Linked DNA regions of Mus musculus: all the other regions are linked to region 7. The links are chromatin contacts, called in public Hi-C, HiChIP or PLAC-seq and promoter capture Hi-C maps. All regions are on one chromosome and are shown on one strand. Each heading gives the region's core, a stretch centred on a gene start, on an enhancer-like site or on the middle of the called end of the contact. The rest is flanking DNA. Distances are from core to core; before and after follow the strand shown.

Region 1 (3,067 bases), core at 360-2,859, 910 kb after region 7:
GCCTCATCTCTGCTGCATGATAAAGTTCCGACCCAAAAAAAACCCCAAAAAAATCAGTTCAGTTTAGAGAAGAAAGGCTTATCTAGCTTACGATTCCAAGTTACCATCCCGTCAAGGCAGCTAGTCATATCAGTCAAAAGCAGAAGAATGAACTAATGCAGTTTTAGAACTCACCTAGCTTTCTCTAACCTTCCACAGTCCAGGACCCCAAATCTGGGTCCGCTCATATCAATTAAGCTAATCAAGGCAATTCCCCACAGGCATGCCCACAAGCCAACCGGAACTAAATAATCCCTTGAAACATTCTTCCCAAATTACTTGATTGCGTCAAGTTGAGAAATTAACCATTACACCAACTTTGACGAAAAAGCTATGTCAAAGACCGTTTGGGATAGTTAAAAAGCAAGCCAAACAAAACAACATTTAATGAAACCAACAAGAGAGTTTCTGATTCTAAAAGGGAGTTAGAAAGATTAAAGAAAGATTAAAAGGCAAGCAACAGAGAAAGAATTTCCAAATCGTTTTCTGCCAAAGAACTAGTATCTAGAATCACTTCTAAAAATTAACATAGAAAGAGATAACTTTTTTTTTTTTTGGGGGGGGGGGTTGAGACAGGGTTTCTCTGTGTAGCCCTGGCTGTCCTGGAACTCACTCTGTAGACCAGGCTGGCCTCGAACTCAGAAATCCGCCTGCCTCTGCCTCCCAAGTGCTGGGATTAAAGGCGTGCACCACCACTGCCCAGCTAAGAGATAACATTTTAAAAGAGAGAGAGAAAAAAAAAAAACCTAACTAATCTTAACACTCAGGTGACAGAGGCAAAGGGGTCAGCACAAGTTGAGGCCAGTCAGGCTATAAATTATTTTAACAGCTATCACAAAAGTTGCGCCTAGAGGCATTCAACCTTGTGACATTGCGACATAACTAACCAACCACCTACACTGTGCTGATATGCATTCTTATCTATACTCGACTAGCAAGGCTGCAAATTGGGACACACCTGGAAGACCCGAAGCTCGGGAAACACAGGTCTGGGTAGTGACTGCCAACCACAAACTCTGCATGATAAAACCAGAATATATATTTCTCATCTGAACACCAGAACTGGTGCCACAAGCCTGGCTGGACTTCAAGGCCGGAGAGCAGGGAGTGTGGGAAACACTAAAACAGAAAGTTGTAGTCCTGGAAAGCAGGAGCAGACAGACCCAGACTGAGACCCTAGGACCGCCGGAGCGCGGTACCTGCCAGAAGCAGGAAACCCGAGCGCCCGTGCCAAGGGGACCCAGGTGGGCGCGGGGCCAGGGATTGGGGGTAGAGGGTCCGAGCTCACCGGAGGAGCATCGCCGTTAGCTCGCTCGGGAAGAGCGCTGCCCCGTCGGAAGCAGCGCTCTCGTCGAGCTTCGCCGAGAGCAGCAGCTGCAGCAAGACGCCGGCGCATCTGAAGGCCGCGGGGGATGCCGGGGGTAGGGTCGGCTTCAGCGCAAGCGCAGTGGCGCGGAGCAGAGCAACCCAAAGCAGCACCACCGTCGGATTCCCCAGCTCCTGCACCTTTAAACGTCAACTCCCGTGCGCGCCGCACTGACTTCAACTCTCCAGCGGAAATACGCCAATCAGAAGCGTCTTCCGGCTACTTAAAGGGCGGGGCCAGATAAAAGGGCGGAAGTGTGCGCGAGCCCGCCCCCAGGGGCCCAGCCCTTCCGTTGATATGGGTGGTCTGTGGGTTTTTTTTCGTGTGTTCCTGAGCCCACTGGAAGGAGGTGTTTGTTTTGATGGGCTTGGGGGACAAGGTTTCACTGTGTTGCCCTGGCTATTCTGGAACTCTCTTTGTAGACCATGTTGGCTTCAAATCAGAAATGTCCATGCCCCAGAGAACCTATCTCCAGTTCTCAAGCAGCCAGAACCATCAACATTCTTTGTTTGGAATTTGTCCTATGGCTGTCTAAACTGATGTTTGCCAGTTTGCTTCATGTTAGTGGCATGGGTCAGGATTTCCTACTTTGTTCATTGGGGTCACTGGACCCTTAGGCCACTGTGATGCCAAATTTAATTTGAAAGATGCAAACTTATTTGTAATTCTAATTCTAGTTTAGGCAGCCTTCGTCCCACCATAAGATAGCTGAGCAGATGGAAAGGAAGATACGTCCTTTCCCCTCTGAGCAAGATGGCTGGGGGATGTTACCAAGTTGACACCACTTTCACGTGAAGTTATCAGCAGACAAGCTACAATTAATATTGTTACAACTGGTCATGGAGCTCATGGGAAGTCCACCGTGGTGAAGGTTATTTCTGGAGTTCACACTGTCAGATTCAAAAATGAGCTAGAAAGAAACATTACCATCAAGCTTGGACATGCTCATGCTAAGACTTATAAACTTTGATGACTCAAGTTGTCCTAGACCAGATCATGTGGAAGCAGTACACCAGATAAGTTTCCTACATACATTCTGGGGGCCAAAGGGAACTTCAAATTAGTCAGACATGTTTCCTTTGTTGACTGTCCTGGCCATGATATTTTGATGGCTACGATGCTGAACAGTGCAGTAGAGATGGATGCAGCTCTTCTGTTGATAGCTAGTAATGAATCATGCCCTTGGCCCGAACACCTGACTGCTGTAGAAATCACGAAACTCAAGCATATTTTGATCTTACAGAATAAAATTGATCTGGTAAAAGAAAGTCAGGCTAAGGAACAATATGAGCAAAATCTCGCATTTGTGCAAGGAACGATAGCAGAAAGGGGCACCAATTATTCCAATTTCTGCTCAACTGAAGTATAATATTGAAGTTGTCTGTGAGTATATAGTGAAGAAAATACCAGTGGCCCCAAGAGACTTTACTTCAGAGCCCCATCTCATTGTTATCAGTCCATCTGATGTCAACAAACCTGGCTGTGAAGTCGATGACCTTAAGGGAGGTATAGCTGGTGGTAGTATTCTAAAAGGAGTGTTAAAGGTATGCCAGGAGATAGAAGTCAGACCCCGTATTGTCTCCAAAGATAGGGAAGGAAAACTCATGTGTAAACCAACCTTTTCCAATATTGTGTCACTTTTTTGGGGGAAACATAATGATC
Region 2 (3,087 bases), core at 86-2,585, 920 kb before region 7:
GGCGTCCCCAGCCTCATGCTTCTAACGGATGCTTCTGAGCTTATTGGGTGGGGTGGGGCAGCGGGGTGTGCATTTGTCATGGGTAGTGGGCACTCATGTGGTTTTGGATTTCCAGGCCAGAAACCTGTTGGAGATGCCTGTGCCAGGTGGGCTGCCATCGAGAACGTTTTGTCTCAGCTTTGCTGGCAGAGAAGTGGGAAGAGTCCAATTTTGCTGGTGCATCTGGCCCAGAGAAAGCTTGTTTAGGGCTTTGCTTGCTTCAGCACAGTGCAGGTCATCTCTGGAGCTTTGTTCTAATCACCCAGGCAGGGAGGGCTGCCTGAAGAGTGTAGGTGTGGGCCCAAGTCCATCATCTGTCTAGTGGGCATTGCTGCTCGGTGAGCTACCTGTGTGTCCAGGACCACGCTCTGTGTTTGGGGGACCATGGCAAAGGGCTTCCTTCCTTCCTTCCTTTTTTTTTAAGATTATTTATTTCATGTATATGAGTACACTGTAGCTATTTTCAGACATACCAGAAGAGGACATCAAGTTCCATTACAGATGGTTGTGAGCCACCATGTGGTTGCTGGGAATTGAACTCAGGACCTCTGGAAGAGCAGTCAGTGCTCTTAACCACTGAGTCACTCTCCATCCCCCAAGGGGCTTCCTTCCTAAAGGGTTGTCCGTTGGAGTCTGCTAGAAGACCTCTGCAGCCTGTCTACAACCTCTGCTAATCAGTAGGAAGTGGTATTTCACACCCTCTCTTCTCGCCTTTCTGTCTGCTTCCCAAGCCTGTCACCCAAGCTGTGATCAGGCTGTGGAGATGGCATCAGAGGCTCTCATCGTGAGTGGCCGTGGCCTTTGCATAGAGGTTGGTTGGACCCAGCCTGTTGGTGCTTTTACTGGGACAAAGGCCTGAGTTCTCTCAGTCAAATCATCAGGTCCCTCAGGATCTGTGGCCTTATCCCCAGGCCACTCTAAGGCCTTCCCACCTCTAGCTTTGAACTGGAGCCCCATATTTCACATGCTTTGCAAAATCCTTTGTGCCGTGGCTTCCTGAAGTCTAGATGGGGTTGAGAGGTGACGCTGGAGTTTCAGTGTCTGCTCAGGGTGAGCCAGTCGCCTTGCCTACACAGTAAGCCGTCCTCAGGTCTGCTGTGCAATTTTCTCCAGAGCACATTCGCAGGGGGCTGCCTGTCAGAGTGCTGACTTGGGTAGGCATGTTTGCCTGCCTTGACATTTGCTTCTCAGCTCCAGAGAACCCAGTGGACCTGGAGATGAGCTCCCTCAGGGAGGCACTCAGCCAGTTATGGCCTTGTGACAGTTCCTCCAGGGAGGTACACTCTCTGAGCCCAGCCATGAGTCAGTTGTAGTAGCTGCCTGCACCCTTCCTCCTGTACTTCCTGTCTGGCTGATGTCACCACTGTGCTAGTAGTCTCAAGCCTCACAGCCTTTTATGGACAAGAATCAGCCATTGCTCCTCTGACAGGAAGTGAGCCATAGTGTGTCTGCTCCCCTCCCCCAGTGTGTAGGACTCCAAATGCCTGGGATGAAACACCTGCCCAGGCCTCAGGTGGTCTTCTGAGTTGGCTAGAAACCTGTCCACTCAGGGTGGCCACATCAGCTCTGATGTCATTCTGTGGACCCAGCCTTGGGGCTTCTGGGTTTAAATATATATAGTCAGGGGCAGCAAGAGCTTGACTGCTGAGTGTTTAACTCATGCAAGCCTTATTTATTTATTTATTTATTTATTTTGCGGTTCTGGAAGGTTCTGCTAGGAGCTTGGTGATGTAGTGTGGGGGTGGCTAAGGAAAGAGTTCTGAGTAGGCCTCAGGCATTTATTGCCACAGGTCTTCAGAACAGACCCTGCTCATTCCAGAGGTCAAGGGCAGGGCTAATGACTTCCTTTCTAACTGCTCTGGGTGTATGGACCAATAGTAGTCAAACTGCTCTCTGCCAGCCAATGTCCCCTGCTCCAGGGCTTTGTCAAGATTCTGACTGAGGAAAGGCTGTGGCTGTTGAGAGTTCTAGAGACCATGGCTGAGACTCACAGCCCTATCTCAGCCCACATCCTCTGAGATGGGGTCCTGGTGGTTCAGAGCCTGTGTCTGAATAAGGTTATGCTGGTGGCTGTTACCTTCCAGGTCCCAGGGTAGAAAAAAGACAAAAGGGCATTTCAGATAAACTGTTAGACCGCATAGGACCAAGTATGGACTTGGGCAGAAATAAATGGCTTCCGGAGGCCTGTGAGTGTACTCAGCCACAGAGATGACAGTGTGAGGCAAGGTTATTGAGTGCTGGGTGCGCACGCATGTGCGTGTTTGTATATGTGTGTGTGTTTGTCCCCATGTGTGTGTCCATGTCCCTAACTGAACACATAGGATGGCAGGCAGCAGAATGAGCTGGCTTAGGCCTACCACTTGCTGGGACTTCCTTATCTGTAAGGGATGCCCTGAGCTCAGGAGCAGATTTCAAACATAGTGCTGTGAAAGAGTCACCCGCCTTTCCTGAGTGCTGAGGGTGTCCTTTGGCCACCCAGGAGGTCAGGTGTCAGACTGCAACTTCCAGAAAGTGTTGGAAGGCTCTTGAGGCTTTAGAGGCTGTGTGAGTCACTCTAAGCAGGTGGCTTCTCCGTGCTCAGTGTTGGGGGCCTTACTCAGGTGGAGGAGGAGGCCTCTTGGTAGGGCATCTCTGAAAGCAGTGGCTCAGCAGGGTCTGAGGAAGCAGGTTGGGATTCCTCCGAGCCTGTGTTTGGGCTGCAATGGCAGCGGAGAGGTCAGGTCAAGGGGCAGAGCTAAGGGTCCTAGGTAGGCAGAGGTCTCATGAGTCTGGCTCCGAGCTTTAAGCTTTTGGAGCACATGCAGGCCTGTATGTGTGTGTACATAAGTATATAGCATGCTGTGGATCTATTTACACACAGGAGTCTGTGTAGGTGCTGCTTTGTGCACTGAGTTCCTGCTTGATGTCTGTGCACATATTCTTGTGCACCAGGGCACACACTCTGTGCGTCTGCCTACATGTCTCTGCTTTTGTGCATGTGTGTCCGTGTGGGTTGGCTACCCTGCTTCCTGTTCAGTAGTGAATAATTCTCTGACTCCTCCTCACGTA
Region 3 (3,334 bases), core at 783-3,282, 940 kb after region 7:
TAGAACAGAGTACCAGACTTAGTTGGAGGCCAAGCAGAGCAATTCAGAAGCCAGACTGAGTGAGTCAGCTGGGAGACAAGTTTGATACAGAACAGCTGAGTTAAACCAGCCAGAAGATTCCAGAAAGAACCAGAAGGGATGAGCTTATTCAGCAGCAAGTCTCAGGGGCTGAAAACAAGTTTAGGCCTAGATTAGATTGGACAGAGGCTAGAAGCTTCCAGGACTAGCAAGCTAGGAGATGGAGGCAGTAAACCTTAGAGACAACAATTCCATCAGGAGAATAAAAACCAACATTAGACACCCATACACATAAAGAAAAACAGGAGCAGGAAAGCTTGCATCTCTGCAGCCTTGGGAATAACCAGGCGGGCGGGCCTCGACATGGTGTCCCTGACAACCTGTGGATGTGCCACTGCAGCTGTGGAGGTAGCTGGGTGCTGTGTGTGCAAGGCATGCTATTTGAGGTCAAAAAGAATAGAGCGAGTGACTGGCTGCTCTCTTAGGACTCCTATTCCAACCTCTACCTCTAGCCCCTACATACAAGGATCCTGCTGACACAAACAGTCTTCTTTTCCTAACAAGCCCAGGGCCTTTTAGCAGCCATTTTCCATAAGCCAACAGAGCAGTCAGAGGGCTCTGTGATTTACTTCAGAGACACCACTTTGTTCTAGCCCACTGCTTCTCTGGCATCCCGTCCACTTCCAGATCAGACCATAAGTCTTGTAGGGGAGTGGGGGTACTTTCCCAGGTCTACCCTCTCTCTATATCATCCTCCAACGCATTCCAGAACCAGAAATCCACCCCCAAGGCTCCAGGAGTGTCCATAGCTGCATGTGTTGGCTTGTGAGGTTTCTCTATACCTCCCATATGAAAAAAGAATGCCATCATTATGCCAAGTATTAAAACAGATACAATGCCACATCCGTGACAGGAACAAAGGTCTGCTCTCTGCCTTAAAACTTGATGTGTATATGTTTGTTTGTGTGTGTGTGTGTGTGTGTGTGTGTGTGTGTGTGCGCGCGCGCGCGCGAGGGGCATGGGGAGTCTGATTTCTTCGTGATCAGAAGACATTTGTTTCTTTCATTGTAATGGGTCTCAAAGGAACGATGTCTAGAAGAGCACAGGGCGATTGTGAATATCAGCTCTCCACCTGGAAAACTACTTGAGTTTAGAACTGTTCTTCTGCTAATATCCCGGGAAACCTCTAGCATAGCACTCAAGCCCTGGGGACTCCTGGACCACGGTGGGGCCGGGTGCAAAGAGGACTAAATGTCCCTGGCATTATCACAGAGATGTCATAGACGTTGACTCAGACACTTCATGGAATAGAACAGCTTGTATGACACCTCACCCCACCTAAGAATCCTCCTTCATGACATACGGAGCTGATTCTGTCCAACACACATATTATCTTCAACCCCTGAAGCACTGGGGTGCCTGCACTGCATCCCCTCGGACAGAGGCCGAAAGGACTGAGGGAAGGCAGAAGGCAGGAGGGCAAGGTCCAAGCCGAAGAGCAGCGTGGCGCGCACCTGCATTCCATCACCTGAGCGGCTTAGCCTTCAAGCAGCCATCCGGGGGCCCGACCTGCAGGCGCCGAGGCCGAGTGTGCAACCCTCGAGGGCCTCGATGTCTGCGGACGATCGGTCCATGCATCTACCGCCCGCAGCTCGGCGAGGAGACGCAAGGCTCCGGCCCGAACCAAGCGAGGAGCTACGGACAGAGGCCAAAGCGAAGTGCAGCCGGCCCGGGACACCAACCAACTCGCTGAGCCCCGCCGGTCACGAGCCCGCCCACCCGCGCGAGCCGCTCCGCCTCACTCACCCGGAGCTCGGCGGCGAGAGGACGGCGCGGAACCAAGCCGAGCAGCATCCAGGCGGGTAACCCCGGGCGGCCACAAAGCCCGCACCGCTGCCGCACGCCCCGGCCGGAAACTGCCCGAGGCTCCGCCCGGAGGACATCCGTAGGCACTCTAGGATAAGAATGGGGGCCGGGGCCGTCTCCCTGTCACAGACTTCCGGGCCAGATTCCTGCGGTCAGCCGGAGGACCCAGTGCGCAGACGCGGTGGCTGAGAGCCCTGTTTGCGCACGTGGGTGTGGGATTAGCGGCGAAGCTAGGCAGTAGATGTCGTCAGACTTCCCTGGAAGAGCTGGGAAAGGCAGGCTCTTTAGAGAGCTTTTAGTAAAGATTTCTTGTTGGTTGTTAGTGATGGTTCTGTATGTAGCTTTTGGTTTTAGCTTTGAGCGTTTAGAACATCTTTATCATTATCTTATGTGTGTATGCCTATGGTGGAAAGACAACTTTGAGCCGCTGTGCCTATGACACAACATCTTTGTAATAAACCACTGGAGACTCAGAGTAGTGAAATCGAGGCAGTTTATTTTACAACTTTGCAAAGTCAGGTGTGAGCCTAGAATGCCAAGCTCACTCACTGATGGAGGCAGAACTTTATTTTATTGTGTGTTTTAGTGTTTTGCATGTGTGTATGTCTGTTCACCATATGTGTGCTTGGTGCTCCTGGAGGCCAGAAGAGGGCATTATATTCTCCTGGAAATGGGATTATAGACACAGTTCTTAGCTGCCATGTGGGTGCTGGAAATCAAACCAGGATCCTTTGGAAGAGCACCAACCAACTGCTTGATCTTAACCCCAAGGAATCTCTTCAGCCTCGTGGAAGGTACAACCTTAAGAGTCATCTAGGTCTTAACAAAAAAAAAAAAAAAATTGTGTGGGTTTATCTCTATATTTTATATCCTGTTTTTAAAAAATCTGCCACTGAAACTGCACAGTGCCAAGCCTCAGCTGCCCTCCATGAACTGTTCATGTCTTCAAAACCAGTAAGTACCACCTGGGTGACTCTTATGCTACCAAGTTCAGCTGCCAGCATGAGGGACAACCTTGGCTGCTTCTGGAACACAGCTTCTGTGTAGCTCTTAGGAAATACTTAGAAAGTTTTTACCTCAATGATGCTAGTTTCTTCTTAATCACTACTAATTCTTCAGCTGTAGCTGACCAGCATCGAGTATCACAGCAAAGCAAAGGTTTCACTTTAGTAGTCCTGGTATCTTGTTCATTACAGCTGATTCTTCAGCCTCAGCTAACCTGAATCCCAGAATCTTTTTTTTTCCATTTTTTATTAGGTATTTAGCTCATTTACATTTCCAATGCTATACCAAAAGTCCCCATACCCCCCCCCACTCCCCTACCCACCCACTCCCCCTTTTTGGCCCTGGCATTCCCCTGTACTGGGGCATATAAAGTTTGCAAGTCCAATGGGCCTCTCTTTGCAGTGATGGCCGACTAGGCCATCTTTTGATACATATGCAGCTAGAG
Region 4 (3,384 bases), core at 868-3,367, 960 kb after region 7:
GGTAGCCGGACAATGACTAACACTGGACAGGCCAAGAATCTGGTAGCTGTTCAGTGTATAAGGCTGCATGGCCAGCCTGGCACTGAGGGCCTGGAGGACTCCTGGAGAGCTGCTGGCCTCCTGTGTATTGTGTATTTTGGCACCCTAGATGGATTTAGTGGCAAACGAGCAAAAAAAAGTTTCCTTCCATGTCCTGTTAGGGAGCTGCCACCAGAAGGCGCTGCCTTGCCTTATGGTGGATCTTCAGAAGCCACACCCATTCGACCCAGTGCCTCCTTCCCAGGCGCTCAGCCAGTCTGCTAGGTCTCATAATTTGCTCAGCTTTCTCCACTCAGCCCAACCCTCCTAGACATTCTGCCTCTCACCTCCCTGAAGTATTAAGATATCCAAATGTTTTCCCTCACCCTTGGTTCTCAGCCTGCATCTGAGGCCTTCTGTCTTCCAGCAGGACAGTCACAACCTGCCAGGTCTTTCATCCTCTTAGAGCAGTGTCAGCTGTCCCCTCCTATGTTGTACCGCCCAGCCTACCTCAGGCCCATGCCTTCCCAGCACCCATCTCCACCTTTAAACCTCACCCTCTGATGAGCATCCACCAAGCAGGCCAGGACATTAAGGAAGGAATTAAGGATGTAGCTCCCAGCCCCCAGGAAGAGCTGATCTGAGTCTATCAGAACTTGCCAGACACTCAGTTGTCCAGTGACCACCAGTCAGTGTTAAACGTGTCATTATGTCAAGAAATGCACCCTGTCCTAAGAATCAGAGTGCCTTGATCACTCTGGCCAGACAGCTGCATACACTTTCCGACAGACTTGAGGCCAAGTCTCAGCCTTGAACATTTCTGGGTGCCGCCCAGAATACACAAGTTCTTTACACTCATGTCCCTCACCCCATAGAATGGATTTTTGTCTCCATATTGAGGATTCTGCAGGTTCCCTGTTGCTACCTGAGACAGTTAATGTCTAAGAAGGAAAAGCCTTATTTAGCTGTAGTTTTTAGCTCCTGGTTTTACAGGTGTCCATCTAATGTCAGGCAGACTTAGTGCTTGTAGGCTTCAGGTGGGGTCTGGGGAAAGATTAGGAAATTATAACTCTTCACCTCGCACAGTGAGAGAGAGGGAAGGACTGGCCATCACATCCCAATTGTGGCAAGCAGGAGATGACCATCTTTACTGTGGGACCTCACAGTCCAAAGACAGCATGCACTGCCCTTCTAAGTGCTGTGTTCTAGTTTGCCTAATTATGCACATTCAAAACAAGACAGCAACAAACCACCTGTATGCTGGTGGTTGTTTGAATTGGTAATTTGGATGAGACGAAGGCTGGGATCCTGATCATTTTATTTATTTATTTATTTAGTTAGTTAGTTAGTTAGTTAGTTAGACAGGGATTCTCTCTGTGGCCTTGACTGTTCTGGAATTTGCTTTGTAGACCAGGCTGGCCTCAAACTTGAGCTCCACCTGCCTGGGACTGAGACCAAAGGTGTGTGCCACCACAGCCAGGCTTCTGATTGCTCATGAAAACCTGCCTTTTTTTCTGTTTTGGGCTTCTTGATTTGCTTGCTTTTTCTTTCCTCTGCTCTCACTTTAGCTAAATGACTATACATATAGCCAGCTAAGTGACTAAATGTCACTATATGTGGAATTCAATACAGATAACTATTTTGGTGAGACACTAAAGCACTCAAAAGTTTTTTTTAAATTAAAAAATAAGTGCTGTGTATTAGTGACTGATGGTTAGTGCTGCTTTTAATGTAGAGAACCAGAACCCACTCCGAGGACTGAACCCAAGGCACCCAAGCTAGGCAAGAGCTTGGAGTACCTACCTTACACCCCAGGCCCATCCTGGAGTGGTTCAAGCGTTTTTTGGTTTTTGTTTTTTTTGTTTTTCTCCCCCTCTAAATCTCTCTGTAAGGGTTTTGGAGAGACTCTAGCTAGCTTCAGGCTTCTCAGGAGGAATTAGACAGCCTGCTTAGGACTAGCTCCCCTTCCTTTCTCTTCTTTCCCCTCAGCAAAATCACTGACCAATGGTTTACCAAAGCTTGGGGGAAATCCCGCCTCAAGCGTCAAAATCCAAGTGTCTGCGCCCGCCCCGCCCCGCCCCGCCCCGCCCCTCTGTCCTCCCAAACCCGCCCAGTCGCTTCTGTCGGTCAAAGCAGTTCTAGTGGGCGGGACCCGCTGCCGCAAGGACGAGAGAAGGCCAGCTCAGAGCAGGATGGCGGCGACAATGTCTGAACCTCGGCGTGTGGGCTTCGTGGGTGCAGGCCGCATGGCGGAGGCCATTGCCCGAGGCCTCATCCAAGCAGGTGGGAGGCGAGGCCTGGCTGGGGGAGCTTTCGTTCTAATGGGAGGAGTTCGTAAGCCTTGGCGGGAGGGGCGCACGTGGTACACCAAGGGCCAGTAGGGTGAATTCGCTGGTTTCCTGGGTGAGAATCATACATCAGGACTCTATTAAGGCCTCCAGGATCGCTGGATGAGTCCGCAGTCCCTTCCCAGGCCGGTGAGTGGGCATGTTAGGCGAGGTGTGGGGGAAAAAAACCAAAAAAAACCAGTTCATTTATTTAACATTGATTGTATTGGTGAATATTCCTTTAAATGTATTGCATTAAAGAATATTACGATTGACTTCACGTGTGACTTCTTTGTAGTGGAGTTTGCTTGTTTCTTTTCTTTTCTCTTCTTCTCTTCTCTTCTCTTCTCTTCTTTTCTTTTCTTTTCTTTTCTTTTCTTTTCTTTTCTTTTCTTTTCTTTTCTTTTCTTTTCTTTTCTTTTCGAGACAGGGTTCATTTGGCCTGGAACTCCCAGGTAGACCAGGCTGATCCTGAACTCAGGGATCCACCTTTTTCTGCCTCCCAGAGTGTTGGAATTAAAAGTGTGAGCCACTCGCTGACTCGCTTTTAACTTTTTATCTCCTTAATGTGGCTGCGAGTTTCTAGTTCCATATGTGGCTCAAATCGTGCCTTAGATTGAACCGACTTAATGCCAAGTTAAATGTCTGACGTCCTGGCCTCTTCCTCCTCAGCCTCTGGCTTAACCAAAGGCTACCCATTCCTCAGCCCCCACTCTCAGAGGTGGGCAGCTGTGAGGACACTCGGGAGGAAGAGGATTGGCCCTGTGCTCTGAAGAGTGCCTGCTATCGCTGGTTTGTCATTTCTTTATGGCAACAATACCTTGAATTTGAAGACTGACGTTTCTCCACCAGTTCCAAATGTCTGCTACCTGGAGCTTGAGGGGTATGGTGGGGAGAGAGGCAAACTCTTCCGGGCTGAGGACTGCTGGTGTATATAACTGATGTTTTACTGGCCCAGCACGGCTGTACAGTATTTAGAAAACTTTATGAACAGATTGCGGGTAGAGGAAGTTGGTGACCTTTGGCTCTCTGCTTTCAG
Region 5 (3,414 bases), core at 382-2,881, 880 kb before region 7:
ATGCCACCAGTCAAGCTGAGCTATTGAGTAGCAGATTTTCAGATGCTGAGGAGTTTCTAGGGTTCAAGATCTCTATGCCCTAACCTGCCAAGTGAGTCCTATCCAGGGGGTTCCATCCAAGACTGTTGGAGAGACCATGTTCTGGTCTATTCCATGCTCTGATTAGAAGGTCTCCGTTACTGCTCTCTGGCTCATAGGGGAATTTACCTGGTTCTGCACCTTGAAGTACTTTTGTTTGGCTGTTGAGTTAATATTAATATCAATCCTGGTATTGGTACCAGGTAAGGGGTGTGTGTGTGTGAAAACTTGATGGAAGGGAAATTATAGAAAAAAAATGATCCCAAAATTACCAGAAGCAAAAAGGGGGATTATGAGTGCCACATGTCAGAATGTTTATCTTAGTTTGAATCTTGGCTCTGCCTCCCTGGTTGTCTGACAGGGACTAAATCTGGCTCCTAAAGATGTGGACAGCCCAAAAGCTCTCATCCAATTGTCCTTTTGGGCATCACTCTGTTTCAGGGCCTATGGGGGGCGAGGAAACTGAGGGCCCAGTCAGTAGTGGGGTGATTTGCCAAGGGCAGACTAGTCAGCTGGATCACAGGCTCACATCTCCCCTGACTCCTGTTATCAGTATGTGAGGGATGAAGGCAGAAAGCAGGAGCTGTCCTGGGTGTCTGGATAGGCAAGGACACAAGGTGTGGGGACTAAGAGGGGCACATTGCCAAACACCATCCCCAGAGCAATACCAGCTCTGCAATCCTAAGATCACTGAGTAGACCATTGGGTGTGAGAGAGAGAGACTCTGAGTGTGCAGAAACGCACAGGCTAATTCCGTAGAAATTCTAGTCTCCCCATATAGCCAGGTCTGGCTCTAAACCTATCATCTTTTCATCTAAGCTTCTTCCTGAGTGCTGAGATTCTAGGTTTGTGCCACCAATGTGGCCTTTTAAGGTCCCACTTAGTGCTTCAGTCTCAGAGTAAATGGGCCAGCATGGGTCTCCACTCTGCCCACCAGGAACCTGTGTTTTCAACCGATGGATACATCACCTGTGCTGTTGACCCCCCCAAGGCCACTGCCCACCTGTGGGGTGGGGTTAGAGTCTCTACAGTGGGAGCCAGGTGCCACAGCCACTGTGGGAAGATGAAGGGGCAGAAAGAACAGGAGTGTCCCATTGTGGAGTGGGAAAGTCTCACTACAGGGTCAGCCACAGCAAAGACACGGAGGTGTCATGGTCACTGAGGCAGGATAGACTTGAAGGTGTATGTATGATAGAAGCAGGGGCTGGTTGGGAGGGGGGAGACTGCAGTGGGCTTGAGGCCTGGAGTGCTGACTAAAGGGGATTCAACTTGACCCTGAGAGATCATCAAGGACCCCTTAGAAGGAGCAAGGTGTCTTCCCTCCCTCCCTCCCTCCCTCCCTCCCTCCCTCCCTCCCTGCTCTGAGGATGCCCTGAAACCATCAGAAGGGATGGGGTTGGAGGGTTGCTTTGCGCAACTCTGCTCGGGTTCCAGCTGGGAAGAAGAGGGCTCCTATCAGGGCTGCACAGCCAGCCAGGAGCAGGGCAGGGCAGGGCAGGGCAGGGCAGGGCAGGGCAGGGCAGGCCTGGGCAGGGCAGGGCAGTCCTTCCCAGAACAGCCTTTCTGTAAACTGAGTCACAGCCCCCATCAAGAGGTCTACCATGCCCACATCAGCACCCAGCTGCAGCACAGGACCAGGTCAGTGCAAGGCTTTCCTGAGGGGCCAAAGAATGGAGACTGGGGACTTTTCCTTGCCTATGAACGTCTTTGCCTGGGGGTGGGGAGTGAGTAGTCACAAGTATGACAACAATAACAAAATGGAGAAGATTTTATCTGCTTATGAAAGGAAAGAATATTAATGAACCATCTGAGAAGATATTGAGACATGCTCCCCTTTGTTGCTCTTGCAGGTGGTAGGTGCCTTGACAGAGCTCCATAGAGGTGAGGGGAGCCAGGCAAGTCTTGGTTAAATTAACCCTGTGGTAGTTAACCCTATAATGGGTTGCTGGACCAAACTTTTCTCAGTGTACCTTGTGTGCATGCAGAGCTGGGCAGTATAAAAAATGACAGTGAAGACAGAAAAGGGACAGACACACGTGTAAAGGCCACTTCATCTCATCTGGTGAACTGGGGGACATTTGCAGGCCTCTTGCTGTTTCTGCCAGGCCTTTGTGTGCCTGGAAAATACCACCAGAAACAATTCTTACTGTGCCCTCACACACACCATCCCAGTGGGACAGAACTACTTTTAGCTTTCTGCCTACAAAGTAAGTTAGTTATTTTAAGGTTTTTTTTTTTGTATTTTTCTTTTTTCTTTTTCTTTTATTTGTTTTGTTTTTATTTTTTAGAAATAGAGTGTCACTGTGTAGCCCTGGCTGGCCAGGAATTTGATCTGTTGACCAGGCTGGCTTTAAATTTACAGAGATCCACTTGCCTCTGCTTCCAGAGTGCTGGCATAAAGACATGTGCCACCACAGCAGCCTAGACTTATTTTTCAAATGTGTGTGTGTGTGTGTGTGTGTGTGTGTGTGTGTGTAAGGCAGAGGACAACTTGCAGGAGTGAGCTCTGTCTTTCCATTATGAGGGTCTGGGATTGAACTCTGCCCATCAGCCTTAGCCACAAGCACCCTTACCTACTGTACCATTTTGCCAGACCTCTAGACAGATCTTGAAGAGGTAATCTGAAAGGCAGACAAAGTTCTATTAAAGGAGAATGTCCTTTGCACTACTGTCTACATAAAGGATTGGCTATGACGTGAGGTTCCATGGTTAGCGATGGCAGATGGGCAGCCCAGAGCAAGTACTGAAACAAAGGCAGGAAGTGGCAGGATTCTAAGCCCTGGTTAGATTCAGGACCCTGCAGAAGCAAGGAGAGAGAGAGAGAGAGAAAGAGAGAGAGAGAGAGAGAGAGAGAGAGAGAGAGAGAGAGAGAGAGAGAGAGAAAGAGAGAGAGAAAGCGAGCCCTGGGCAGTGGTGAACTTGTACCCTGAAGGGCACAGGCATTGCTGTGGATGGGAAGCTGCACACGGACAGGAGGATAGCCTGCTAGAGTTTAAGGGACCCAGGCTTAGTCAAGGGGCGGGGGAGGGACATGGCTCAGAATAGCCAGAGTTCACGTGCTGGTATGAAGACTGGGGATGCTAGCTAGCCTCGTGGTCTTCCCTCTACATTGAGATGGGGTCACCGTGTGGTGGATGCCTAAGGAGCCCTGCGTGTCCCAGACAGTCACCACCAGCTCTCACCCTCAGTTCCCATGTGTTCCTACCCTCAGAGGGCTGCCAGAGCATCCCTCCTCTTCTTGCCTTCTGTATACAAAGTCAATTATTTCCTACAAGCGCACCATCAGCTGATTCCAGTGGGACAGGGCACCTTCACCTTGGCTGGAGTGGGAGATTT
Region 6 (3,134 bases), core at 275-2,774, 960 kb before region 7:
TTCCCAAAGTGGTTGGAGAAGCGCATGCGTATTCCTGTCAGCACCTGATGAGCTCCACCTCCTCACCGGCTCTAACAATGCTGGGCTTTTTTTTTTTTTTTTTTTTTTCCGAGACAGGGTTTCTCTGTGTAGCTCTAGCTGTCCTGGAACTCACTCTGCAGACCGAACTCAGAAATCTGCCTGCCTCTGCCTCCCGAGTGCTGGGGTTAAAGGCATGGGCCACCACTGCCCGTACATCTCCAGTCTCTTGATGATTAGTTTTAAAAGTAATTATTGGCTTTATATATTTCACACCTTTGAACTGCTTGTCTGTGTAGTTCAGGCTAGTCTTGAACTCCCCCTCCTACCTCAGACCTCTTGAGTTCTGGTATACCACCCACAACCCCTGGATGGTTCAGCCTTTTAAAAATTTTTTAAATTTTTCTTATCAACTGGGAAGCAGTCTTTGCTGTAATGTGGGTAGCAATCACTGGTCATCTGGGCTGCAAAATCTCTTTCTTTCTTTAGCTGCTTTTTGGCTTCAGAATGTAAGTTTTCCCTGAAGTTTATATGGAAGGATCATTTTAACTGTGTTAGCAAGAACATTCCAACAGTTAAGAGCAATGACGAGAAATTTGCCTTCATAAAGCCATTTGAAAGCATTGACGTGCTGCAGGATCGACCACATAGATCAATGGACACAACTCGGAAACGGACAATTTGGGCAGAAAATAATGCGTGGACAAATTCCTGATAGATTAATGGCAAAGTACATTTTTTTAAATGAAAAAAAAAATCCTCTCGTGGTTAGTAACCAAAATAAAACAAATGAAATCTACCCTTAAAATAATTTAGTGACAAATATCTGAGATGTGTGTGAGTTAATTATTCAAAGGTTAAGAGTGGCTTAGACTGCATTCCAGGCAGAGGTACTAGCCAGAGCAAAGGTTCAGAGGTTGGAGGACAGCCGCGAGCAGGCTCCAAAATCGAACTCAGGACGCCCACACGGAATGCAGGGTTGAAGCCATGACCGCCCCCACAGCCATCATAATTATGTAAAATACCACTTTTCCCATATATGGTACTTAATATCTGTTCTCCTGGTAGGACAGGACGAAGGGAAAACACGGTTCGCTGGGCGGAGTGTCAGAGCCTCAGACCTCCCCAGTACGCTCCCTCCGGCCCCGGCGCGGCCCAAGCTGCACACCAGAGCCGGGACCAGGAGCCCAGCGCGCCTGAGCCGCTTGCTTCTGATTGGATGAAATCCGCGTCAATCCTGGTCCTGTAACCTGGCTGTCCATTGGACCCGCCCAACAAGGCGTGGCTCCCGCCTAGGAAGCGCGGGTGGAAGGTGGGGTGGGCGGAGGTGGGGACAGATGGGGAGGATGAATCTCAGCACTCCGGCTTCCATCTCTTGTCTGTTTATAGGCCGAAAATCTGTCAGTTTAGGCCAGACTCCTGTTGGATTGGGCAGTGTGGGGAGAGGGCGGGGACTCTTGGAAGCTCCACCCACGAGCCGGCGGCGAGCTGTAGACCCGCCCTCCTCTTGGAAGGGCGGGGCAGGGAGGGCGGCGCGCACCAGAGCTGGGTGCGGTGAGGCGCGCAGATCACCGCGGTTCCTGGGCAGGGCACGGAAGGCTCAAGAACCTGACCTGCTGCAGCTTCCAGTCTCGCGTTCGCCCCACCCCGCCGCGCCGCCCGAGCGCTCGAGAAAGTCCACTCGGAAGAACCAGCGCCTGTTCCCCGGGCAGACCCAGGTTCAGGTGAGCGAGCTTTGCCGGTATGTCCCGCCCCGGAGCTGCCGAGCGCGCGCGCGCGGCGACAAGACTCGAGTCCTTTGGGGCGGACGGCCCTGTGGTTCTCGGCCTCCGCGTGGCGGGTTTCAGCGCGGTCGGGTGCGACCGGACTCCGCATCCTCACCCGAGGGGTGATAGGCAGCGAGGCCTCGGGGTTAGGGAACCGGGGGACGCAGTCCCCGGCCCTACAGGATGCCCTTCCCGGTCGGGGCACTGGGAGCTCGGCCTGCTCCTGTCGCCTCTGCACTCCCGCCTCCCCGACGGCCAGCTCCGGCAAACTTTTTAACCCCTTCCGGGACGCAGCAGTCCCGGAGATCTCGGCCGAGCCGGCCGGATGCGTTCGTGGGCACGGGGCAGCAGCTCCTTTGTAAGTTTGGCAAAGGGAGGTAACGGGCAGGCGAGGACCGCTTGGCAGCTGTCAGGGCGTCCTCCTGAGTCAGGATCGGTCGGTCCCGCCGCAGACATTGCGCCCGGCACGGTTTCCGCCGTCCGCTGCGGACTTCCTCATTTGTCCGTCAGCCCTTGGGCCGGGAGGGGGCGGGGAGAGGTACTCAGAGTGCGTGGGAAAAGGGGTCCCAGCTGCCGAGGGGCTCAGGGCGCAGGAAAAGAACCCCCCCGTCTGACCTCATTCAACCTTGGATTTCTATTGCCCGAGGTCAGAAGGCCTGGGTCTGCCGGCAGCTGCCCCGTCGCCCGGGCAGGCGTGCACCTGATTTCCACCGCACCTTGGGACGCCACGCCCGGGCCAGTCTCTGGGAGCTGGCCCTGACTTTAAGACCAGGCCGGGCAGCCGCATCTTTTATGTTTGATGAGAGGCGGAGTTTTGAAGACATCCCCCACTTCCTTGCACTAGGGTCTTCACCTCATCCTGTTCTGGAGCCACGCCTAAGGCAGGAGCTGCACCCCGCTCCTCCGGGTCCCCATCTCTCCCAGGCAAACTGAGTCAAGTACCCTCTATGACTTGCTTGCGGGCTGTAGTGAAACTGAAGGCTGGGTGGGCTCGGGCGGGTGCCTAAGGCCCCACCCAGCGGTGTTAGGGAAAAGGTCCCTGGGAAGTCCCAGGTCTTGGAGACCCGGAGGCTGCCTCGGCTGGGCTACAGGGAGGTCCATCGAGTTCTCAGTTCTCTGAGCGGTTTTCTGGATTAGCAAGATTTCAAAGTAACTTGCGTGCTTCCTACAGCAGCACCTATACCAAAATTGGAACGATACAGATTAGCATGGCCTCTGCGTAAGGATGACACGCAAATGCATTGAGTTCCGTATTTTTTAGCCAACGCAGACTGGCCCAAGTATCTCTAAGAGTGGCTCACTCTCAAGCACGACTTAGGAGGTTTCTGCCTCCCAAAGGACTCCCTCCTC
Region 7 (3,295 bases), core at 268-2,767:
GGGTGGGATCCGCTTGTCCTGAGTCAGACACCTGTGAGAAATCATAACGAGATCAGAGGTCAGAGGGGAGGAAGCTCCCCAGTTCCCAGGGTGACTGGAGGGGCTCTGTACCCCACTGCTTCTTTACCACCCAAGCCAGACGCACAGACACACCAGACTGGGCAAAGGCTGATATTTGAATATCAGCTCCTGAGCCTTCTTGTCTGTGTTGTGTGGGAGTAAGGGCTGGAGCCATGATGTACAGCTGCGGCAGGTGTGTGTGTGTGTGTGTTGTGTGTGTGTGTGTATAAAACACACCTTTAGTCTCTGAGTTCGAAGCCAGCCTAATCTACAGAATGAGTTCCAGGACAGTTAATGCTACTCAGAGAAATCCTGTCTCGATAAACCAAAAAATAAATGAATGAATGAATGAATAAATAAATAAATGGCTGCCATAGGCCACACATTCAACTGAACAACGAGGGAGACTTCATGGGACATCTAGTAGAAAGGACAACTAAGATCACATCAACAACAGTGCTGAAGTACGGGGGGACTAGTAAAGTGTTTAAATGAGAAACGCTGGTAAAGTTTAAAGGATGCCTTCCCCCAGGGACCTAGGCCAAGCTGGTGGCTGAGGTAGGAAACGCACTTCAGGATCTGAAAATGGGACCAAGTGAGCCAGTGTGTGAGCCAAAGGAGAGAAGATAAGGAAGAGTTAACTGGAGGCAGTAGCAGTCAGGTCCAGGAAAAAGAAAAAAAGGCCTTCAGAAGGAAAACAATCCCTGTTCACCTGTACCTAAATTCCAGAACGAGCTACAGCTGCCCTAAGTCACAAGGATGACGACAAAAAAGGATTCGAGAAGTCCCCTTCTGCTAAACCAAAGCCCTTGGGCCCCTCCTTGCACACACAAACACCCACCTTCAGGTCAAAATGGGAGAGAGGAAGCTACTTTCCCAGGTAGCTTTTGGCCCAGGTATCTGGCCACTGGCTAGACTGGCCAATTAGCAGTGAACACTAGAAAAGAATTCTCCTCTCAGACCCCAGCATTTGGACTACCAATGGGAAATCGCGGTCTCAGATACAGAAGAGCAAATCCTGAGATGCCTTCTGAGTCCGCAGGCGTGACCGACTCCAGGTCATTCAGGTGCAGAAATGAGAGAAGAGATAGTCCCAGAAAGTGATTACTCACGAGGAATGAGGGAGGTTGCACCCAGCCCCAGGCCTGGAGGGAAGCAGCCTTGCTCAGGTTCAACACTGGAGCCCGGGAGCAGGCTAGAAGAGCTGGGATGCTCGGCTATTCTACTCCGCTGGGATCACGTCTTCGGCCAGGCATTCACAACAGCACCGAGCCGCCCACGCCTTCCATCCTTTTGGGGAGTAAAAGCCAAGTGTCCCTTGCCCTAAAAACAAGGAAAGCGACTGCGCCTACTCACCTGCCCCGGCGCGTGGTGGATCCCAACAAGAGAGCCACCGGAAAGGGCTTTGCAAGCTTATCCCACTGTGCCCCACCCGGGCGACTTCCGCTCGCTGGCCAGCGCGCCCCGTTTGTTCTCTAACTCCGCCCCCCGCCAGGTTACAGGGGTGGGGGCGGGGCCAGAAGTTGTCACGGCCCATAAAGGGCTGGGCTAGAGACTGAGAGGCAGGGCCGGGAAGTGTGGCTGAAGGTCACCGAAGGCCAGGCACGACCAGGAGGCGGGGCCAGAGGATGCATTTCTGATGAGAAAGAGCCTACCCAACCACAGTCTCACTACCAACCCCAAAAAGCTTTACCAAAGGCTTTCCCTTACCAAAAATCCCTTTGGGTCCCTGAACCTTAATGATAAGAGTCTTGAGGAGAAGCCGGGTGTGGTGGCGCACACCTTTAATCCCAGCACTCAGGAGGCAGAGGCAGGTGGATTTATGGGTTCGAGGCCAGCCTGGTCTACAAAGTGAGTTCCAGGACAGCCAGGGCTACACAGAGAAACCCTGTCTCAAGAAACCAAAAAAAAAAAAAAAAAAAAAGCTGGGCGGTGGTGGCGTACGCCTTTAATCCCAGCACCTGGGAGGCAGAGGCAGGAGGATTTCTGAGTTTGAGGCCAGCCTGGTCTACAAAGTGAATTCCAGGACAGCCAGGGCTACACAGAGAAACCCTGTCTCGAAAAAACAAACAAACAAACAAAAAAAAGAGTCTTGAGGAGAAAGTACATCTTAACTTCTCAAGAATGCCAGCTACTAGCCGGGCAGTGGTGGCACATGCCTTTGATCCCAGCACTTGGGAGGGAGAGGCAAGCGGATTTCTGAGTTCGAGGCCAGCCTGGTCTACAGAGTGAGTTCCAGGACAGCCAGGGCTACACAGAGAAACCCTGTCTCGAAGAAAAAAAAAAAAAAAAAAGAATGCCAGCTACTGAATAAACCTGATTTTTTTCCTGTCAATTCTCCTTGCCCTAACATGTTCTTCAACTGTCAGAGAGCCTAGGCCTTTAGATTCTAGTAACAAGGAAACACTAGCATAGAGAGAGGGAGGTTGGCAGAACTAAGTGAAGGATGGAGTCACTGGTGATAAAGAAAATGTTTCAAGGAGGATAGAGGGCCTATTGTATCTGCACTACTGAGCGGGTGTGAGGGGAGAGGATATAGTCCTTGGAAAGTGGCAAAGAGGGAGCTATGAGAAAGGAGAGAGTGTGTATGCACATTCACATGCGTGTGTGTGTGTGTGTCTGTGCCTTGAGTGTGTGTATGTTTGTGGTTTGTGCATGTATGTGTAAATGTCTATGCTGTGTATGTGCTATTTGTGTGTGTGTGTGTGTGTGTGTGTGGTATATGTGTATGTGTCTGTGCCGTGTATGTGTGTATGTGTGTGGTATATGTGTATATGTGTGTGCCATGTGTGTATGTGTGTATAATATATGTGTATATGTGTGTGCCATGTATGTGTGTGTGTCTGTGTATGTGTGTATGTGGTGTATGTGTATATGTGTGTGCCGTATGTGTCTGTGTATATGTGTGCTGCCCCTTGATTTAAGTTTTTTTAATCTCCCATCTGAAGGCTTTTGGAGTCACATGATCATTATACTATGTCCAAAGTGAATGAAAAAAAAAAAAGGAAATAAAAAGAAAGGGACCTGTCTGCTCCTAAGGTACAGGTATGGTGGAGGAGAAAGCTTATTGTAGGGAGAGAGCACAGCCAGAGGCAGGAACATCTGGGGGAGTCCAGAGTGGACATGACCCTGAGTCATGTGAGGAGAGAGGAGATGATGGGGGATACCACGGACTAGACTCAGTCGGTCCCTCAACCCACTACTCAGGTGGGCAAGGGGTCAGCAAAAATGACAA

The links. Promoter capture Hi-C pulls out the DNA fragments that hold promoters and counts their contacts. A called contact is a pair of places that touch in the nucleus more often than the background predicts. HiChIP or PLAC-seq counts read pairs in DNA pulled down with a chosen protein or histone mark.
Region 1: an H3K4me3 HiChIP or PLAC-seq map of bone marrow-derived macrophages shows a contact between it and region 7, with 7 times the contacts expected there. The contact joins the promoter of Zfp707 here to the promoter of Zfp7 in region 7. A contact is called at or near these places in 2 of 39 promoter capture datasets (erythroid cells and pre-B cells), 1 of 115 datasets of contacts at active chromatin or transcription factors (bone marrow-derived macrophages) and 1 of 9 other capture datasets (adipose tissue).
Region 2: a contact with region 7 is called in a Hi-C map of B cells, with 5 read pairs. The contact joins the enhancer-like site here to the promoter of Zfp7 in region 7. A contact is called at or near these places in 2 of 39 promoter capture datasets (the SN4741 cell line and cranial neural crest), 1 of 484 Hi-C or Micro-C datasets (B cells) and 1 of 115 datasets of contacts at active chromatin or transcription factors (pancreatic cancer cells).
Region 3: an H3K4me3 HiChIP or PLAC-seq map of bone marrow-derived macrophages shows a contact between it and region 7, with 9 times the contacts expected there. The contact joins the promoter of Zfp623 here to the promoter of Zfp7 in region 7. A contact is called at or near these places in 2 of 115 datasets of contacts at active chromatin or transcription factors (bone marrow-derived macrophages and pancreatic cancer cells).
Region 4: a contact with region 7 is called in a promoter capture Hi-C map of pre-B cells, with 3 times the contacts expected there. The contact joins the promoter of Pycrl here to the promoter of Zfp7 in region 7. A contact is called at or near these places in 2 of 39 promoter capture datasets (the C10 cell line and pre-B cells), 1 of 484 Hi-C or Micro-C datasets (B cells), 2 of 115 datasets of contacts at active chromatin or transcription factors (bone marrow-derived macrophages and pancreatic cancer cells) and 1 of 9 other capture datasets (macrophages).
Region 5: a promoter capture Hi-C map of hippocampal neurons shows a contact between it and region 7, with 2.1 times the contacts expected there. The contact joins the promoter of Apol8 here to the promoter of Zfp7 in region 7. A contact is called at or near these places in 4 of 39 promoter capture datasets (the 3T3-L1 cell line, cranial neural crest and hippocampal neurons) and 2 of 115 datasets of contacts at active chromatin or transcription factors (bone marrow-derived macrophages and pancreatic cancer cells).
Region 6: a contact with region 7 is called in a promoter capture Hi-C map of pre-B cells, with 2.6 times the contacts expected there. The contact joins the promoter of Myh9 here to the promoter of Zfp7 in region 7. A contact is called at or near these places in 2 of 39 promoter capture datasets (hippocampal neurons and pre-B cells), 2 of 115 datasets of contacts at active chromatin or transcription factors (extraembryonic endoderm stem cells and pancreatic cancer cells) and 1 of 9 other capture datasets (adipose tissue).

What each region holds. Positions count from the first base shown.
Region 1 is chr15:75,967,665-75,970,731 of GRCm38.p6, reverse strand. Zfp707 (zinc finger protein 707) reads right to left here and starts at 1,609. Exons shown (of 4, transcript NM_001347040.2): 1 at 1,328-1,609. The coding sequence starts at 1,435. It also overlaps the pseudogene Eif2s3x-ps1.
Region 2 is chr15:77,799,024-77,802,110 of GRCm38.p6, reverse strand. All of the region lies in intron 3 of Myh9 (myosin, heavy polypeptide 9, non-muscle), which reads left to right. Among named protein-coding and RNA genes, the nearest start is that of Myh9, 42 kb to the left of the region's middle. RefSeq lists an enhancer at 812-3,087. Within about 2 kb of position 1,335, at least 290 of the 459 cell types and tissues checked have an H3K27ac peak or open chromatin away from gene starts, as enhancers often do. A contact at or near this core is called in B cells, the SN4741 cell line and pancreatic cancer cells, where this site is marked.
Region 3 is chr15:75,939,650-75,942,983 of GRCm38.p6, reverse strand. It overlaps Zfp623 (zinc finger protein 623), which reads right to left and starts at 2,032. Exons shown (of 2, transcript NM_030199.3): 1 at 1,825-2,032.
Region 4 is chr15:75,920,293-75,923,676 of GRCm38.p6, reverse strand. Pycrl (pyrroline-5-carboxylate reductase-like) reads left to right here and starts at 2,117. Exons shown (of 6, transcript NM_025412.2): 1 at 2,117-2,301. The coding sequence starts at 2,211.
Region 5 is chr15:77,753,490-77,756,903 of GRCm38.p6, reverse strand. It overlaps Apol8 (apolipoprotein L 8), which reads left to right and starts at 1,631. Exons shown (of 4, transcript NM_001081970.2): 1 at 1,631-1,716.
Region 6 is chr15:77,840,565-77,843,698 of GRCm38.p6, reverse strand. Myh9 (myosin, heavy polypeptide 9, non-muscle) reads left to right here and starts at 1,524. Exons shown (of 41, transcript NM_022410.3): 1 at 1,524-1,742. It also overlaps the pseudogene Gm22107.
Region 7 is chr15:76,877,475-76,880,769 of GRCm38.p6, reverse strand. It overlaps Zfp7 (zinc finger protein 7), which reads right to left and starts at 1,517. Exons shown (of 5, transcript NM_145916.3): 1 at 1,417-1,517; 2 at 1-31.